2 separate regions of the Sus scrofa genome follow, and region 2 is linked to region 1. A link is a contact called in public Hi-C data. All regions are on one chromosome and are shown on one strand. The core of a region is the stretch at or near the end of the contact, and the rest is flanking DNA. Distances in the headings are between cores, read along the strand shown.

What was found. A called contact is a pair of places that touch in the nucleus more often than the background predicts.
Region 2: a Hi-C map of liver shows a contact between it and region 1, with 10 times the contacts expected there. The contact joins two enhancer-like sites. A contact is called at or near these places in 1 of 5 promoter capture datasets (liver) and 5 of 47 Hi-C or Micro-C datasets (liver and skeletal muscle).

Annotation. Positions count from the first base shown.
Region 1 is chr7:6,535,352-6,539,190 of Sscrofa11.1, reverse strand. No RefSeq gene overlaps it. Among named protein-coding and RNA genes, the nearest start is that of MIR9802, 140 kb to the right of the region's middle. Within about 2 kb of position 1,695, at least 2 of the 83 cell types and tissues checked have an H3K27ac peak or open chromatin away from gene starts, as enhancers often do. A contact at or near this core is called in liver, where this site is marked.
Region 2 is chr7:6,680,326-6,683,677 of Sscrofa11.1, reverse strand. No RefSeq gene overlaps it. Among named protein-coding and RNA genes, the nearest start is that of MIR9802, 290 kb to the right of the region's middle. Within about 2 kb of position 1,892, at least 3 of the 83 cell types and tissues checked have an H3K27ac peak or open chromatin away from gene starts, as enhancers often do. A contact at or near this core is called in liver, where this site is marked.

The DNA of each region.
Region 1 (3,839 bases), core at 446-2,945:
CTATTTTACGTTAAGGGAGATGCATTTCTCAGGGAGCCCTAAAAAAGCCTTGCCCATTTGAGTCATGGGATTAAAGAAGAAATCCCAGACACAGGAGTGCTAAATCTTTATTGAGGATGATGGTCCAAAAAAAGGGATTGAAAATAATAACTAATACTCATTGAGTGCCTGCCTTAGGCAGTCCCTGTTCTAACTCCTTGATACATATTAGTATTTTCAACTCTCACAACCACATTGCGGGGTATGTGTCGTTATAATTCTCATATTCCAGATGAGGAAACTGGGGCACAGAAAGTTTAAATAGTTTGCCCAACATTGCATATCCAGGAAGTGCCTGAGCCATGTTTGAACTTGGGTCATATGCCTCTAAAGCCCAGCTGCCACCCCACTGCCACCCCTCTGTCACCATCAGCACACTGACTGCCCTCTGTCCAGGAGCTATACAGCAAGGCAAAAACTGCCTGCTTCTCATAGTCATTGGGTCCTTTAGATGGGAGTAATTTTCTCTCCAGAGATGTTGACTCAAGGGAAAAATTTTAACAGAGGCAAGTAGGGCTTGGATTCAATTTCTTTTATCTGCAGGAATGTGATCTAGTGCCCTCTAGAGGGGAAAAAGAGGAGATTATGGACGATATAGAGTTTTTTAAATATAAGCTGGGCAAATGCAATAAGAAACTATAAACACAGGATCTCCCCCACCCCTTAACGTTACTCATCTTCCTCTAGCGTGGAAAGGATAATGTGTTCTGAATGTTGTGGAAATGAACTGCAGCCAACACGATAATATTAAAATAAAGAACATTAGAAAATACATAGTAAAATATTAAAGTGTCAAAAATAATTATTTAGGTAGTCCAATTTCACAGCTGTATGATTTGAAGACACCAAAAATTACCTTAAGCATGCTTGAATAAAAGAGAAGGCAATTAGTGAAAAATCCATTGTTCTTTCGCAGGGAGCCTTGGCGTCCCTCCAGTCAACATGAAGTCGGGTCATCAACACAGGGCATCGAAATGCATCCCAAACACCACAAACCTGTCCTGGTTTTGAAAAAATCTGACCTCTCTAGAAACCAGTGTTTTGTGGTTGCTGACAATGAAGAGATTTTTAAAGTCTAAGGCAGAAAAAAGGGTATCACTAATATTTTAGATAATTAGTACTCATTAAATACTTGATAAATGAGTGAGCGAATTCTGGTTCTAGTTATACTATAAAGGTCAACTACTCTTTAGTTCTTTTTTTATGTATTGTCTACCTTCTCACCCATCTTTTGTTGTACTAATGAAATGAAGATATATCCATCATGATGTAACTGTGAGCTGGGGGGATCTAAATTACCTTATCTGGCACCATTCCAATATACTATAAATGAGGTAATTGTCCTTGACTATAAAATTTGCATTTTCAAGACTTAATTGCTATCATTACATCTTTTTGTAATTCTATTAATTTAACTGAATGGAGCGTTTGGGTTTTATGGTTAAAAATTTGCATTAAAACATTGTACATCTAAATAGAAGTTTAATATTTTTGATCAAAAGCTCTGTACAGTTATCCCAGAGGAGCTAAATAATTTCTCAAGAAAAAGTAGGAAGCTGTCAACCAGCAGGTTTTACCTTCAGGGCTCATAACAGACCTTCAAGTCACCTGGCAAACGCTGCATCCTAGGGTTGGAGAACTGGCTGAGGCCGTGTCCTGGAGTCCTCCTGGTCAATCATTAACGGGAAGTCTATTAGCCACAGCCAAGCCATGCATGGGTGCTCTTCCTACGATCGTCTTGGTGTTTGAGGTCCTCTCCTGAATGAATGGGTCACCCCTTAGTGTCCACTCGTGTTTGGGTTCTGTTAGAACGTCCTCTTTTGACTGCCCGCTCCCCTCCAAGTGCCCTCTTAACAGTCACACGTCTGATCTTCCATCGCACGGTCTAGTTAGGAAAATGTGAAAATTGTCATGCCTACTGACGGGAAGGTGCGATTGAGACAACTTTCCACCTTAGCCTTTGAAATCTGTTTGGTCACCATACAACCTTGCAGCAATTTCTAAATAAATCTGAATGTGAATGCAGAGTCTTCCTAGCCCATTAACCAAAGCACTTTCTTAAGTAAAGTTACCTGTAACTGTAGTTATTAAACTTGACTTTTTACTTAACAATTCTCTAACCTTTTAGAATCCTGAAGGCAGCCAGTTCTGAATTTCAGGACTCCAGAGGTTGGTTGAGATCAGAAGAGGACAGGTGGGAAATTTCACAACAACGTTTGAAAGTTCTTGGGTTGCAGGGAGTTTTCCTCTCTCCAGTAGCTGCAAGGATGAGATTCTCACACACCTCAGTTTACCCTTTCATTGTCACCCTGGAAAGAGGACACATACTTGCAGAGAGTGGACCAGGAAATGTCATGAGAGACAGCAAGAACCTTAGGCAGACTCCATGCGAAGGGTTTTGAAGACGAGGAACTGAAGCCCAGAAAAGCTCTGAGAACTGACCACAGAGTTAGATTTAGTCAGTGGCGCGGACAGATCTAAAAGTCAACATTCTTGATTCCGTATGTACTTCCTCTCTGATGCCCAAAGCTCTTTGCCCGAGGAAAAGCACTGCAGACCACAAAGGGAGCAGTGGACCTAGGAAGGTATCCTGAGACGTCGCTGACACCACCCTGGACACCAGAGTTAGCTCCTCATTGAACAATCTTTCTACCCCATGAGTCTTTCTCTAACCATCCCCAGACCCAACTCCTGAAGCCCAATGAATGGAAGGGCGTGTGTCTAGCCAACCAGGAAGCTCTTGCGTGTCACCTAGGTTTCTTTATCCACCAAACTGACACCCCCACAGATTCTTCACATGACATCACTTTAAATTCATTCAGAGGCACTGAAGGCAGCAACTCCCACCTCAAAATAAATTCAAGATATGCTCACAGGAAACAGAGGGATCTATTGTACTACTGAACACACTGTGATGAATCTACGTTGCAGTGGCATCAGGCGAGTCACATATGAAAGCATTAACACGACCTCAATCAGCATATACAAACCATGTAGCTGCCGGGTTGTGTAATTCAACCCATCATTTCAATTATATAACCCATTTGACCAATGTTAATGAAATCGGTCAAATATTAATCTCGACAACAAGGATATTTCTTGTTCAAACAGTAAGCAAATGTTCTTCTCTCAGCCTTTTGCCCCAAACCCTCCCCCACAAGGCAATTAGTCATCGTTTCATATGCCCTGTGCCTTGTGTCCCGAATGCACTGGAGGTATTTTCGAGTTTGCCCATTTAGAAAAATGGGCAGGTAAGGATCATAAATTTATTACTATCTTGGGCCAAATGAAAAGACTTTGTGCGAACTTTGCGTCTCCTCCTCCTTCATTTACTGAACACCTCAACCCATAGAAGCCAAGTCAACTTAATAAACATTTATTGAGCTTCTACTATATTCTAGGCACTATGTGCTGGGATCTTGGAAATGAATAAAGCATCCCTCTTCACCCGAGGGATACATTTTCCTCATCTGAATAGCTAGAGGTATTATCATCTATCTCTTTCTATGCTACTTTGAGGGGTTGTGTTTGTTTTATTAATTATAGTCCAACTCTCTAGTTATTTTCCTAAGGAAAAGTGGAATTTGAAGGCATACCTCACGCTCACTCTGACCAGAGTGAATCTATATCCTGCTTGGCCTGATTTGCTCCTCTTGTCACAGTACAATTAGCAATAGCATCACTTCCCACCCAAAATATGCTCTGCTTTGGATGGTAAATTCTGTCTGCACAATATAGTGCTTGGCTTGTGGCTGGCTTAGAGACCGAATAGAGAAAGGCAGGATGGGTAGAGCTTCATA
Region 2 (3,352 bases), core at 643-3,142, 140 kb before region 1:
GCTATCAATGTAATGAATGAATTAATTAAAAATTAAAAAAAAATAATACAAAAAATAAACTAAGGCAGCACCTTAATTTCATTCTGCTTTTACAGAAGTATCTCTAGGATTGTCCATTGATATAATTTTGTCACAATGTTATAATATGTTAAGTTCTTTTAATAAAAATGTAGTTGGAAAAAAATAAGATGCACAAAGTACCCCTGTAAATTAGATATAATATACATATATTACAGAGTATATTCAATACACAATAGCTGCTACTCTTACATCAGTTATTACGGTTTTTGCCAAAAATTCTCACCTTAAAAACTCTTATCCATAAACCATTTTTGCAAGGAAGTGAGTGAAAGAGGGTGGTTTCGTACAGACTAAGTAAGTGTTGTAGCTATAAATAAGCATTTGGGAAAATAATTTCTTCAGTGGGTGCCTGAGTTTACAGTCCTCAATATAGTGATAGCTGATTCCATTTAGAGAAAGTTTATATTAAACCTAGGGACCCAAATGTGTATAATGGTTTAGGTTTCACATTATCTCCACATACTGTTTGTTGATGGTGGGTTTCAAACATGCTAATGGCTTCTTATTACTACGTTGGTGACTTCAAACTGATGTTTCCAGGTCTGATAGTTCTTAAACTCCTCTTCTATAAGAACAACAGACACTGGGCAAATTCTCTTTGGATACACTGAAAGCATTTTCCATGTGCAGGTCAATATGAACTTCTTGGGATTTGTTTACTTGTTTCATTTTTTCCCCTCTTCCCCACCAAATGCTTTTTCCTGATATGTTCACTCAATCACTGTTGGATCGGATGAACTACTTGAGCCGGAAACATTGGAACAACTTTTGATTCTTTTCTTTATGGCCCCATATTCAGTCTCCAAGTCCTGCTACTTGCAGGGCAGCCTCTCTCTGATCTACCTATTTATCTGCCCCTCCATCCCTCTAATTCCCTTTTCTTCAAGAGGGATGCCATTGACATTTGGGGCTGTTGTAGGCTGAATTGTATCCCCTCAAATAAAATGTCTAGGCTCTAACCCCTTCATACCTCAGAATGTGACCTTACTTGGGAAGAGGGTCATTGCAGAGGTGAGTTTAGAGGTGGTTGTACTGGAATAGAGTGGACCCTTGGCCCAATATGGTGCCCTTACCTGTGAAGACATAGATTCAAGAAGCGAAGATGGAGGAAAAGTTGGATTTATGCTGCCGCTAGCCAAGGGATGCCCGGGGCCACCAGAGGCTGAAAGAGGCAAGAAAAACCTGTCCTCTTCCACCTTCCCTCCTCCCATCCCCAGAACCTTCAGAGAGAGCGTGGCTCTGCCAACAGCTTGATTGAGAACTTGTAGCCTCCAGAACTCTGAGAGAACACATTTTGTTGTTGTTGTTGGAGATCACCCAGATTGTGGTTCAGACAGCCTGGGGAACTCATACACGGGGCAAGAGGGTTCCTCCTTTTAGGACTCCCAAGCATGTATCAGGAAGGGGGGCGCCTTTGCCAATTTCACGTCACCATGACAACAAAGAACAGCCACTCCCATATTCTATAAGTGCGGCAGTTCTGCTCTTCATTGAGCATCCCTGGTGGGCCATCTAAGTTGTACCCTTTTTTCCCCTCTTCGTGGGACCCTCCCCATACGTTTTCACCCTGCAGCCAGAGCAGCATTTCTAAAAGACAAGCACGGTATCCCTCTCTAGCTCCCTCACCTAAAACACTTCGTGGGCTCTTGGTGGTGATAGAATAGAGTCCAGATGCCTTAATGTAGCTCACGCTGACCACGCGCTGTTATAAGCCGTCTTCTTCTCTCTGCCCAACTTCAGGCTCCATCACCGTCTTCACTTAGTCTTTCTCCACCCAACTCGGCTCATGTTCAGTTTTAGAGACAGAACTTTGTTCTTTGGAGGATGACCTTGGGGCGGGACACCCTCCCAGCTTTCCTGCTCGCCCTCTCACTCTCTCTGTCTAATTCCTCTTCGCTTCGCTTTGCACATGTTTGCGTTTTGCAAACATTCCTAAGGACTCCTCTTCACTGCAGAAGAGAGTTTAAGCATGCATCCCATGCTTTTTTTTTTTTTTTTTTTCCAAAGCAATTTGGGTCTTTTAGGATTATTATTGTTACACTGATGGATCCTAGAAATCTCGTTTGACTTCAGGTCTCCGTAAGGACTGGGCAGGGTAGGGGGATGGATGTGTGTCGGATGAAATGTGGCTGAAGTTCAGAGAAATAGGTTTCATTTAATAGCTGAATAGCAGATGACCTCACCATTCTTCTCACCCTCTGGCAGCTCACCCCGCAGGCGATAGAGAAGCCGCCTGGCCTGCTTGAACGGGGGAGTCGCTGCTGGCCTCAATGTGATTTTGCAATGATCTGTGTGCTCTATGGCTTCTTTCATAACCAACAAATCAATTCCTACTATACGTATTACACACCCCAGTGGCAGAGGCCATTTATTATCCTTCTGATGGTCATACTCTTTGTACATAACCAAGAAAGATTACCGAGGGAGGAAAGAACGGTTGAAATGTGGATGAAGATAACATACCAGGGCACTGTGTGTCATGGTGTGCCTTGCGTGTACACAAGAATTTAAAAAAAGATGCTTTCTTCCAGGACAATTTGGAAAACTGGGTGCAGCATTTCCTTTCCAGTGAAATCTATTTTAAGAATAGAGAGAGAGCCGTGGGCACAGGTCTGTATCAGTGCACGTTTAGATTTCAGTGCAAGTTCAAAACGATTAAAAGAGAAGGCCAGATGCTGTTATATTTTCTTGTCCTATGGGGCTTGTTTATACGGCTATACTTGAACCAGCTTTGTTCAACTAATGAGCTTTTTTTTTTTTCCCCACTTTTTTAGGGCTGCACCCACAGCATATGGAGGTTCCCAGGCCAGGGGTTGAATCGGAGCTATAGCTGCCGGCCACAGCAATGCCAGATCCTTAACCCGCTGAGCAAGGCCAGGGATAGAACCCGAAACCTCATGGTTACTAGTCAGATTCATTTCCACTGTTTTTTTTTTTTTTTTTTTTTTTTTTTTTTTTTTTTTTTTTTCCATAGGTCTAATCGACTGTCCCACCTACGCAGCCACAGCACGCGATCACCGCTCCCCCCACAGCTCACCGCACCCGATCGTTAACCCACTGAGCAAGGGCAGGGACCGAACCCGCAATCTCATGGTTCCTAGTCGGATTCGTTAACCACTGCGCCACGACGGGAACTCCTAATGAGCTTTTTGATGCATCCTTTTATTTGGCATCATCTAGCATCAACTGATGCTTTCATTAATTTCTAACTTTGCAGTATATTATTTTTTAAACTCTAACTTATCGATCCAATGTTTTTCCTGATTTTTTA